3 separate regions of the Macaca mulatta genome follow, and all the other regions are linked to region 2. The links are chromatin contacts, called in public Hi-C maps. All regions are on one chromosome and are shown on one strand. Each heading gives the region's core, a stretch centred on a gene start, on an enhancer-like site or on the middle of the called end of the contact. The rest is flanking DNA. Distances are from core to core; before and after follow the strand shown.

What was found. Hi-C and Micro-C count contacts between places; a contact is called where the count stands out from the background.
Region 1: a contact with region 2 is called in a Hi-C map of fetal cortical plate, with 2.8 times the contacts expected there. The contact joins two enhancer-like sites. A contact is called at or near these places in 3 of 14 Hi-C or Micro-C datasets (fetal cortex germinal zone, fetal cortical plate and liver).
Region 3: a Hi-C map of fetal cortical plate shows a contact between it and region 2, with 4 times the contacts expected there. The contact joins the promoter of LOC144340631 here to the enhancer-like site in region 2. A contact is called at or near these places in 4 of 14 Hi-C or Micro-C datasets (fetal cortex germinal zone, fetal cortical plate, fibroblasts and 1 more).

Annotation. Positions count from the first base shown.
Region 1 is chr4:167,720,007-167,723,966 of T2T-MMU8v2.0, forward strand. All of the region lies in intron 3 of JARID2 (jumonji and AT-rich interaction domain containing 2), which reads right to left. Among named protein-coding and RNA genes, the nearest start is that of JARID2, 160 kb to the right of the region's middle. Within about 2 kb of position 1,710, at least 16 of the 40 cell types and tissues checked have an H3K27ac peak or open chromatin away from gene starts, as enhancers often do. A contact at or near this core is called in fetal cortical plate, where this site is marked.
Region 2 is chr4:168,914,321-168,917,959 of T2T-MMU8v2.0, forward strand. No RefSeq gene overlaps it. Among named protein-coding and RNA genes, the nearest start is that of CD83, 92 kb to the right of the region's middle. Within about 2 kb of position 1,416, at least 20 of the 40 cell types and tissues checked have an H3K27ac peak or open chromatin away from gene starts, as enhancers often do. A contact at or near this core is called in fetal cortex germinal zone and fetal cortical plate, where this site is marked.
Region 3 is chr4:167,877,085-167,880,946 of T2T-MMU8v2.0, forward strand. It overlaps LOC144340631, which reads left to right and starts at 1,447. Exons shown (of 2, transcript XM_078001061.1): 1 at 1,447-1,566; 2 at 1,627-3,334. The coding sequence starts at 1,447. The coding sequence ends at 2,466. JARID2 (jumonji and AT-rich interaction domain containing 2) reads right to left here and starts at 1,723. Exons shown (of 19, transcript XM_078000932.1): 1 at 1,549-1,723; 2 at 566-769. The coding sequence starts at 610.

The DNA of each region.
Region 1 (3,960 bases), core at 460-2,959, 1.2 Mb before region 2:
AGAATTTTTTCTAAGACAGATAAATGAGCCCAACATGTGGAAAGTCCTGTGTTCAGATAAACTGACAGGCCCAAATCTGATTTCTCATCTCACAGAATTTGCACTCCTCAAAGGGAGATGTCCATGAACACAGCACGTTCACAGATAGCTAATGATACTCTTCTGCCTTCAAGTAATTACAAGTGTGTATGTATTTAGGTCTCTAAAGCTTCCTATCATCTTTATCCCACAAATGTAAGGTACCAAAAGAAACCAGCTATCCAATCTGAGCCAGGCTCTCCAATGACAGGCAAAGCTGCTGCTTTTACTCAATCGACAAGTGCCATAAAGTTATCGGTTTGTGTACTAATCTGTAATGATAAACGGGCAAAGGTCCACAAACTTTGTGTCCTGATTGACACCATAATTTGTACATAAATAAACAGCCACACCCTTTGCCCTGAAACCTCTCTGGGCTGCCTTCATTCCCTAAGATAAAAGGAATCTCTTGGAAGTTCTAAGTTCTGTTTTCTTTGTAGCATGACTAGGAGGGACAGTAGTTACCCAGTTTCCTTATTACCTCACTCACATATCAAGAAATCAACTGCCCTCCCACTTTTCAGATGAATATATTCAGAAAGGATTAAGTAGTCCATTCAAAGTAAAAAAACAAAAAACCTGCTGACAACAAATAACTTTAGAAAGGCCTACTGCCTACCAGAGAAGCATTCTTTCCACTACTGAAATATAATGCATGGAAGCAGTACAGAAAGCATCACTATAGGAATGTGGCTATGGAATCTGCTAAGATTTGAGGCACCAAACATTGAAGGTTCCTCAAAATCATCTGTGTTTACAGACAGTAACACAGACATGAATTAATGCATGAAATTCGGGAGAAGAATCAAGAGCACTAGAAGTTTAAAGCTTTTAGGTCTCAATCTAGAATCACTTCAGATCTCAGGATCTATTTGCATGCCTCAGTTTCCTCCATCTTTCAAGGAAAGAAGATGGAGGTAGAAAAAGAAAGGATTAATGGAAATGAAAGCAAACATGCTGTTTATGAAGGAAACCAGAGCTATGGTGAGGATGAACTAATTAACTTTAATCAAACATTTATTTTTAAATGCTGGGAAATGATCAAATAAATTGGAAATAAAATAAAAGGGACCAGCTATAGCTGGATGGCATTCAGTCTCCAGAGAAATGTCTAAATTCATACAAGCCTGACTGAAACTGCAGATTTGGCCAAAATGGTCAACAGAGCTTAATGCTTTAAGAGCGACATTAATTCTCTCTTGTAAATTTCCACAGTGCCTTTGCAGGAGCCACCATTGCCCCTAGGGAGGATATCAAAGCTAAAAGAATATTAATATTAAGCAAATCGCAACACTTTTTACATAGTCTCTCATATATATATAGCACCTTGCCATCCACAATGGATTTAATCAGGACCCCAGCAGGGAAACCCACAAAGGCCTATTTCTCCAACAAAAGCCATACCAGCCTGAAACAAATCTAGAGCTATTTGGTTTGTCTTTTATTTATAGGAACAGACCTTCTATCCCAGGTTCCTCAAGATAAGCCACCAAAAACTGCACCTGACAGACCCGTGGAGCAGCCATCCTCAGAGCCGGATCATTGCAGAGAGACAGAGAGGAAGAAGGACAGAGGGAGGGAGGGAGGAAGAGCGCAGTGAGGCAGGCTCCGGAGCACTTGTCAACAATCCTCCCCTGTACGTAATAAGCAAGCGGCAGTGCAGATTCCGCGCGGCAATAGGACGGCCAGAACAGCAATGGGGCCGAGGGGGAGGGGAGGCAGCCAGGAGAGAAGGTTATTTATGTGCATGGGAGGGAATCGAACACCAAAGAGGAGGGGTCTCCGGCTGGCTCCCCCTACCCTGATAAATTAAAATGAGAAAAAGGAAAAGAGCCACTAGCTTTTCATCCTGCCATTTCCCCAACCTGCAATGCAGACAAATCCGAAGTACAGAATTTCTGACATATGGGGGGGAGGGGGACATTCACAGTTTAATTGTGCACACTTTTGTGTCCCCAGCCGGTCAGATGCCCCCACCCCATTGCCAAGCACACCCCACCCCCAAGGACAGCGGGCTCCAGGGCGCAGTTTCAATGGCATCCCTTTTTAATATCATAATCTGTGTCATTCAGCACTTGCCTTTTATTTATTTTTATTTGTTTTTTTGGCTGGGAAACCTGGGCAGCTCTCCAGACAGACTGCAGAAATCTCCTTCCACATGCTCCTCCTCCAGCCCGCCTCCCCCCTCCCTCCAATTCCAGCTTCCACGGAGCCTCATTACTTATGAAGTGACCGCATGGGCCACCGCTGCCCCCACCAACAACACAGGGGCACCCCTCCCCCTGCCCTGCGCAGGCCCCTCCCTGAGGCACATAAATTGATCTAATCTAATCAAACAGAAGCTGTTTTCTCTCATTGTTTCTTGAGGATCTTTCACAGAACCGGCTCTGTGGTCTGGCAGCTGCTGGGAGGGGTGAAAAAGGCAGGAATCCAACTGAGGGCTGGCCAGCTCCCTGGCCTCAGACAACTGGAGTACACATCTCCTTTCATATGTTATAGCTTTTTGATTTTTAAAGTCAATTCTCTTGAAGCCTTTGAACTTCAACCAGCAATGATAATGTCCAAAACACATGCTCTCAACACTACCACACGCCTCTCTTCATGCCCTTCCAAGGGGAGGAAGACGGTGGCCAAGCCCACATAGCACTGGAAGTTTTCCTGAGATGCATTCAGAGGAACTGGAAACATGCCTTACTAATACTTCCAGCTTCTTGTTTCCTAGTTGTTGAACCATCTAACTAGGCCCTTCTGGGTTCTCATACTACACACACAGTAACTTATTTATACCTCACAAAAATCCTGAAGGTAGATGTCAACTTTGCTCAGGAGTGAAGTCACCCAGGCTAGCAAGCAATCAAGGCCAATTGGATATTCTCTCCACAATGGCCAACTCTTGTTTTGTAAATCATTAAAGCTCATGTACACGCCAGAACTTCTTACATCAAAAATGTATAAACATCAATATATATACATATACATATACAAACACACACACACACACACACACACACACACAGACATCAGGAAGGTAGAATATGGTCCTCCTTAGTGTCTAGCTGATATCCACCACTTTAAAATCAGAATTACACATAGGGCCTCAGAGATACTCTACTACAATTCCCCCACTTAACAGATGATGAAGCTGTGGCTAAAAACAAGTTTGTCTCTTAGCAAAGGTCACAGAGCTAGCTCCTATGTCTCAACAGACAGGAGGCTATCCGAGAATCCAGTGGCACTGGGGAAGAAGGGGTGGGGTCACCTCAATACACAACTCCCTATAGAACATAGAGGGCTGGAAAAGAGTTGCTCTCCAATGGTTCCCAGGGGAGCCCCCAAGGTGAGTCCCCAGAGCAGACCCTTATTTAGTGCTCTACAGTGCAGCATGTTCCTGTTAACAGTGAACAAGTGTTTGGCATGCATCCCACTGCAGCATAAGTCATACAGAATCAATTAAAGGACATTCAGGGGATGACTATTCGGCCCTTTTCCTCTTCCTTCTACTGGGACACGTCTTTTGGCTCCTTCAGTGATCAACAGCACCCAGAGCAGAGAACTGGAAAGGAGACCTGAGGCAGATATTCTGATGTATGCTAATTCTTAGCAAGGTTAGTAAGAAACGTAGAAACCCTGAGACATAAACAGTTGGCCAGAAATGAAGTTTCAGAATCATGTATGATTAGTGGTTTTCCTGAACACCCCTAGTTCTGTCACTCACACACTGAGAGTGCACACAGGTATCAGCAGTAATAAACGCTATCTGCCCCTTTCCTATCTCCACTGCTTCCTTCTCTTCTAGTCAACTAAAGAGAAACAGGTATTTAAATTTTAAGAAATAAGAAAAGCCTACCCATCATCATTACTTCCCGATCATGCAGGCAATAT
Region 2 (3,639 bases), core at 166-2,665:
GAGGTAGGTGAAGAAGCACAGCATATAGACACCCCTCTAAAAAGAAAGACTCACTGCTAGCCTCTCCTGCATCCTTAGCCTCCTATTGTATCGCCCCAAGGCGAGGCTGGTGTCAGTCCCTTAATACCCCACAGAAGGTCCATACCTCACTTGAGAACGGAGGTGGGAGTTGTTTGACACATATATTGTTCTGTGTCAGGGTCTCAGCAGAAATTCTAGCAGTCACGAACACAGAGTCCCTTTTAGTGTCCTGTCAGGGGCTGGAGAAGACTAGGGGCATCTTTGGAAGTTACCTAGAGGGTAGCCCAGTGTGAAAGGCCTGACTACCAGGGAATGGAATCCGGGCTTCGTGGTGTAGACAATGGGCTGGCAAGGTGTGTTTCTCTTTCCTTTCCACATGTAGGTAAGTGCAGCCCCGGTTCCTGGACTTGCCTTCACATCCACGGACCTGCCCTTTCCCAGGGTTAGCTGGGTTCAAAGGGCTCTCAGAATGTTTTCTTTAAAGGAAAAAGAGAGAGTGGCAAACGCGTGCCTAGGTGGGAGCAGGGAGTAGAAGGAGGCGGTTTAGACAGTAGTAAAGGGACATCAGACCAGCTACAAGCCAACAAGGAAAAAAAGTGACGTAAGGAAAAAAATCCCAGGGAGCAGAGAGAAAAGTAGACTCTCCAATGCCTCGCAGTAAATGAGGACGCCTGGCGCCTGCGGCGAGGTCAACTGAGGTCAGACGAGCTTATCGCTCCTGTCCCGGGAATTAAGGGCATCCTGGGGACAGCTGCAGAGCAGGAGGCTCCCCGTGCCCTCCTCTTCCTAAGCAAGTCAGGATCCCAGGAGGCGCGTGCGGGGAGGCCCCTCCGAAGGGCTGCTGGCTTGTGTTTTGCACCAGCGCAAAGGGAGGCTGTAGGTTGCTTCTGCAGTGAGGCAAGCTCAACCGGACGCCCAGAAGAGAGACGAGGCGCCGCTGTCGGGGTGTCTGCCTGCCTCTTTAGGATCAATTATTAGCGTACAGATCCTAAAACAAAACAAAACAACAAAACAAAAACATCGACTTGCATTAATAACAGGCCCCAAGTTCGGGACGCCAGGAGACGCCAGCGGGGCTGTGAAGTGCAAATCGCCCCGAGGCAACCCGCGAACGGGAGGGCTGTCACCAGCCCGCTCGGAGAGTGCGACACCCGGGTCCGTTCCGGAGCAGGGAAACTTTCGCGGGAGGCTGCGCTGGCACCGGCCGCCTGGCGCGGCTCGCGCGGACCTGGGCGAGGGGACACGCAGCGCGGCACTGCCACCTTGTGGGCATCAGCGGCAGCGGCGCGGCGGGGCGAAGCCGGCTAGGCGAGCGACCCGCGGCTCGGAGCCCGACGCCGGCCAGCGCAAGCCCGCAGGAACGCGCCGACCGAGCGAGAGCCCGCGGGGGCGGGGCGCGCGGCGCCGGTCACGTGGGTTAGCAACAGGCAGCAGCCAATGAGAACGCGAGTCAGGTGGTGCGTGCGCCCGCCGCGCGCGGGAGGTGAGGGGTCCGGGAGGAGGCGTGGGCGCGCCACGGGCTCGGTGGGGCCGCGGGTGGGGAAGTCCAAAAGGGTTGCTCTTCCCTGTCGGGAGCCGCCTGCCGCAGGCGGGATGAACAAGAGTTGTAAAATGGGACTGTCCCATTCCCACGCTCCACGGCTGTGACCCCTGTACGGGGCAGTGGGCGGCGGTGCGGGTAGGAAGCAGGCGGGAGCGACGCCGGGAGTCCGGTTTGTCCCTACTCCAGCCACTTGTTGCTTTGCCAAATCCTTGGGCCTTAGACTGCCATTTGGATCCACATAGGGGAATTAAAACAAAAAGATAATGAGGCTCCTGGCCGTGGTGGGCTGCGCATTGGCCCTCTTGCCCTGCATGTAGCAGGTGGAGGAGACAGGCTCCATCCTTAGAGCTTCCCAGAGCCCAAGGCTGGCACGAAGACACCAAAGCAGAGGACAGCCAGGAATTGGGTCAGAAAGAAAACGCTTCGTTGGTTTTAATTATTTTAAATAGAAAAGCCACATCCAAAAGTACCAATAATGACTTTTCCAGTAATCCCACCATGTTGACATAAAGCAGCCCACCCCTGAACGCAGAAGACTGTAGCACAACCTGTGAGAGGCGTTTTGAAGGACTGGGGCAAAACCAGAACTGACAGGGAGGCGTGGTTTCCATCAGGGTCTTACTCTTCTGGTTTCCTAGTTTGAGCAGATTTCACCCTGTTAATAGGGTCCGTGGATCGGTCTCTCTTTCTCTCTCTCTAGCGCGCTCTCTCTCTCTCTCTCTCTCTCTCTCTCTCTCTCTCTCTCTCTCTATTTCCATTTCCATCTCGTGTTTCATTCCTCTGAAACAAATCCAGAGAGCAGATGGCGTCAGAGGGTATCTAATCCATGCCCGACCTCGAGGCACTTCCTATAAGCTGTGATACCGTGGTAAGGTGTTATTATAGAGACAAAAATATCTCAGACTGCAGGATCTAGCCATCCTATTCTTAAAGTTCCCTAGGGAAAGATGTTGTACAATATTCTTTGATAACCTACCACAAATGCTAACCACTTTAAGTACAATATAAGAACGTTCTGATCCTAGGTTTTATTTGTTTCTGTTTAAACTCATTCAGGGTCAGGCTACCCCAGAGGGCAGTTGAACACCTGTCCGGTGGCTTATGGGAATGGCTTGCACGATATGCACTTCCCTCCATCAGGATCAGTGTGTCTGCTGACACTGGGGACCATGCCTGACACACAGGTACAATTGGGCTCTGCCAGGCAGCTCAGAGAAAGTGATCCACTCTGAGTTAGACTCTGCCGGCTGAGTAACTTGCTTCCTTTTTTTTTTTTTTTGAAAGGGAGTTTCGCTCTTTTTGTCCAGGTTGGAGTGCAATGGTGCAATCTTGGCTCACTGCAACCTCCGCCTCCCAGGTTCAAGCGATTCCCCTGCCTTCAGCCTCCCGAGTAGCTGGGATTACAGGTGCCCACCAGCACACCCAGCTAATTTTGTATTTTTACTAGAGACGGAGTTTCACCATGTTAGCCAGGCTGGTCTTGAACTCCTGACCTCCAGTAATCCACCTACCTCGGCCTCCCAAAGTGCTGGGATTACAGGCATGAGCCACCACACCCAGCCACTTGCTGCTTTTAGAGAGCAGGCTTTGTGCACTTACCAGTATTGAAATACACTACCATACTTAATGGTTATGCTTCTACAAATTTGATATATATTTGATTTTTAAATGTACCATACTCTTGAGTTCCTGACCAGTACACTGTTTGAAGGATGTCATGAGGACGTGCATTTAAAAGTCTGAATCCACAAAAATGTATTGTGCTCTAAGTGCCAGGCCTGGGCTTAGATACTGGGGATACAGCATTGCAGGAGGAAATTTGCAGAATGAAATGGAACCTTGAAGAAAGCAAATGAAAATAAATCACCCTGTTTCCATAGTCACCTCCCCCACACTAGTGACTATTCTCTCTTAATCGGCTCCCTCAAACTCCTGCCTCTAGGATCTTCATTCTCTCTGACTTCTTTGATCATGAAGCAGTAAGATCACCATATGTTGGATATTGTTAAATAACATGATATGTTGGGAAAAGTCATGCACTAGGAATGGAAAATACCGTACAGCTAGCTTCAGCC
Region 3 (3,862 bases), core at 197-2,696, 1.0 Mb before region 2:
CAAATGCATTCGCTGTAACATGATTCCCAACTGGTTTATGTTGTAAACCAGATAAGCCAAAACGACCACAGACGTTAAATTTGATGTGCCAATGCAAAGAGAAGATCGCCATAATCGGACCCTCCATCGCAACTTAAAGGGCTTCCAACACACATGAGTTACACGATTTTTCCAAATAACATTAATAATAATAACACAGGCTCATTTGCATGCAAAGTGCAATACGGGGCCAAATCCGCTTGAGAATGCAGTTTAGTTACATTACCGCAGCCGCCCCCCCACCTCAAGCTCCACCAAAATCCCTTGCCTTTCATCTAAAACTAGATTATGGTTGTGTCATTCGAGGTCAATTTATTCACTTGAGGTATCTCTACACCAATCTGTTTTTTCAACCAAACTAGGCAGACACCACTTCGCTTGAAAAGCCCTCTTTCAGAAAAGAAAGAAACAGCCTTATCGGACGCTGTGTTTAAAACCCTTCAGCTGCAGAATTATCTATAAACTTGACATTCACAGCCATTGCTTAAAACTGCAAGTCAAAGGATGTGTTGTTAGGAGCACTTACGTATTTCTTCTGAATGATATTCCTCTTCGGTCTTTCCTTGCTCATTCTGAGATCCAAATGCTGATTGCAAAAGGGGACAATTGCTTCATGAATTTAAAGCCGTCAGAAATTTGCAAAAAAATATCCTGGTGGTTTTTATTGTTGTTGGTGGTGGTTGATCTTGTAATCCGACTTTTCTTCCTCTTCCCCCAAAGCCAGATTCGCCTTGAAATAAATCCGAAATTGGGAAGGAAAAAAAAAGAGCCAAAGACGAACGAAGCAAACAAAAAAAAATTCACTTTAGTAAAACACTCATAATGGAAAATTTCCCCCGAAACACATACACACACACACAAAAAAAAACCGACGCCCTTCACTCCCCCCCCTTTTTCCTCCAAAAACTACATCAGCGAAACGTGAAGGTCCTTAGTGTCTGATCCGTAGTTACATCTTGGAAAAGAAAAGGGAAAGATAAATAAAAAATGTTGGAAGTCACGTTTGTGCTGCAGCAGCAGTGCGAGCAGAAGAGTCAACTCCAGCGGCGGCGGCGGCGGCGGCGGCGGCGGCAGCACCACAGCGAGGGCTCGCCGAGTCTCTTTTTTCCAAGCCCCCTAACCAATGAGAGAGAGGCTATCCAGCCCAACTTTAAATGGACTCTGCTTTTATACAAGTTAGGGCTCCTCGGATAATTCCCCGCCGGGCGCCAGCCGAAAACTCCCACCGCTCAGCCGCCAGGCGCCCGCTTAGCCCGGTGCCGACCGCCCCTGGCCCAGTCCAGGGCACCCCCGCAGCCTGGCCAACCAGACACCCGAGCGACCTCGACGAACCCCTCCCAGGCAAGCCCTCGGGCGTCGCTCCCACGCCGAGCCCAGGCGTGGAATTGAGAGAGGCTCCCTAGCTCAATGCATGGCACGCTCCGTCGCTCCACCTCACCCCCTTTCCCCTGCCTGCCGCTCACCCCACGACCGCCCCACGCCAGCCCCCGCCACTGCCTTCGCGTCTACCTGCAGCCGGGCTGCTGGGTAGGAGTGCCCCAGGACGCCCGGCCCCGGGGAGAGCCGCCTATTCCCGGGGCACCTTAGAATGGTCCCCTTGATCTTCTGGAAGTTGTAGTCCCCCGACTACAAAATGGCTATGGCCACGGAAGCTGGGAACTACAATTCCCAGCCTGCCCCGCAAAGCCTGTCACTCAACTCCCCTCCCTCCTCCTCGCCCCCTCCCCCTCACCGGCCGTGCCAACAAACGCTTGGACGTGTCCCGCGTGCGACACTGCTAGAGGCTGGCTCGGGATTGGCCCGCGGAGCGTGTGGTCCGCGAGCGAGGAACTCCCCACGCCGGCCCCCCTCCGTCCCCTGGGCCCCGGCCCCCCTCCCCTGGCGGCCGCCGGCCCCCTCCCCGCGCGCCCCGCCCCCACCCGCGGCGCGAACCGCCTGTGGAATCGAGGAATCGCGCGCGTGCGGCCCGGAGCCGCGGGGGAGGGACGCGAGGCTTCCCCGGGGAAGGCCTCGGAGCGTGGCGGCGAGGGGGGCGGTGTCAGGGAGGGGTTGGAGCCCGTCCTAAGGAAAACTGGGCCACGCACCAAGAGGAATCCTCGGTGCGAACTAGTTGATCGGCGGCGCCTGCTGCTTGTGCCGTGCAGCCGGTGTCACCTCAGGACAGCGCCTCGCGTCTGTGTACAGAGCGTGCTGCGGGCGCCTAGGGTAGTCCGAGGTCACTCCTCTCCGCGCCCCGCAGCCGCGCACGCCCCCACGCGCGGGGTGGGCGGTGGCCAGGGGTCGCCGAGTGTAAGGGCCACGCCCCCCCACGCCCGAGCTCGGCACGCGGCCCCTCGGTCACGAACGCGTTTCCGCCCGACCCGCTTGGGGGACGTTGCTGATGGCCCAGGAGTGAAGCCCTGGCGGCTGCCTCCTGAGAAAAGATAGCCGTGTTTAAAGAAACTGAACGGGATCTTTGCTTTGCCGGGCGTATTTGGTGATAAAATACCACGAAATGTTGAGGCAAAAATGAGTGGAATATGGAGACCAAGCCGCACAGAAACGCAGCTGTAAGGAAGCATCTCGAACACCGAGTGCCAGTAATATCAACTGCCGGGGCCACACGAGAGCCTGCTTTTTACCTGCCTCTAGCCCCCTGACGTGCAGGTTTAATCGCTGAAACAAATGAAGTAGCAGGCCCTGGCATAGCGCTTTGGGCCTTCGCCTTATTAACAACTTTGTCAAGTCTCGCATCGCCATTCTGCCTTGTTAATTTCCTTGTTTTTCGCTGCGGTTTTGGAGAAGCAATGTTTTCCATGATCTCTCAGGCTAGCCTCGGAATAAAACGTGGCAGAAGCGCTCCCTCGAGCACATACCCATATATTTTACTCTACCCATTCCCTAGAGTCTGCTTACTTCAAAAGTCTAGATACTCGAGTAACACAGCTGTTTACTTGCAGCAGTATTTGAAGAGATAACCTTGGTGTCTAGAAAGGTCTCAGAAACTGGAGGTAAGAGACCTGGATTCAAATCGCACCTTGGCCACTTCCCAAAAGGCAACTGAGAGCCACTCTGAGCTGGTCAGTTTCCTCATCTGCAGATTAGTGGTGATCAAACCTGTGGGGAGGCTTGTGTGATAAATAACATTAACGTAGTTTAACACTAGGCACGTTATTGGAAGCTTTCAGTAAACTAAATAAAAATCCTTTTCGAAAGGGTTTTTTTAATTATTTTTACCTTTTCAAAAAATCTGAAATGAAATAATGTCATCTAATGTTCACTTCACAATCGGAAAAATAAATGATCTTTTGTGCCCTGAATACTGCAAAACTTGTTCCCTGGTGCCATTTCCTGGGAAGGATCCAATGGGGCAGACTCCAGTAGGGCCACCCAAGGTGTTTTCTAAAAACTTTCTGATCATTAGGACTGGCATACTGGGAATCTCCACGTCTCCACGTTGTTAAGATTTTAACCAGCTTTCTCTAGGTTTCACGCAGATATCTCATTCCCCAGGCAAATATTAATGAACAAAGGTGGGTTTCTTTTCAGTTCCCCTAACTAGCCCTGGAGCCTGGACTTTTCAGTCCTGGCCTTGCGAACTCCCCTGCCAGGTTACCAGCTCCAGGTCACCTGGTGTGAAAAACCATTGTGTGAAGTTGAGGCCTCAGGGCAGGGGAAAGGAAGGAATTTGCTCATTTCCAAAAGGTTTGAATAATATTAGTGTTGTTTTCCCTGAAAGAGAAAAAAGATTGGCCTTCTTAGTGGTTGCAAGTTTTTCCTGTTGTGAAAGTAACCTACTCCTAATGAACTTCCTTCCCCTACCATCTTGGCAAGGCCATCCAAG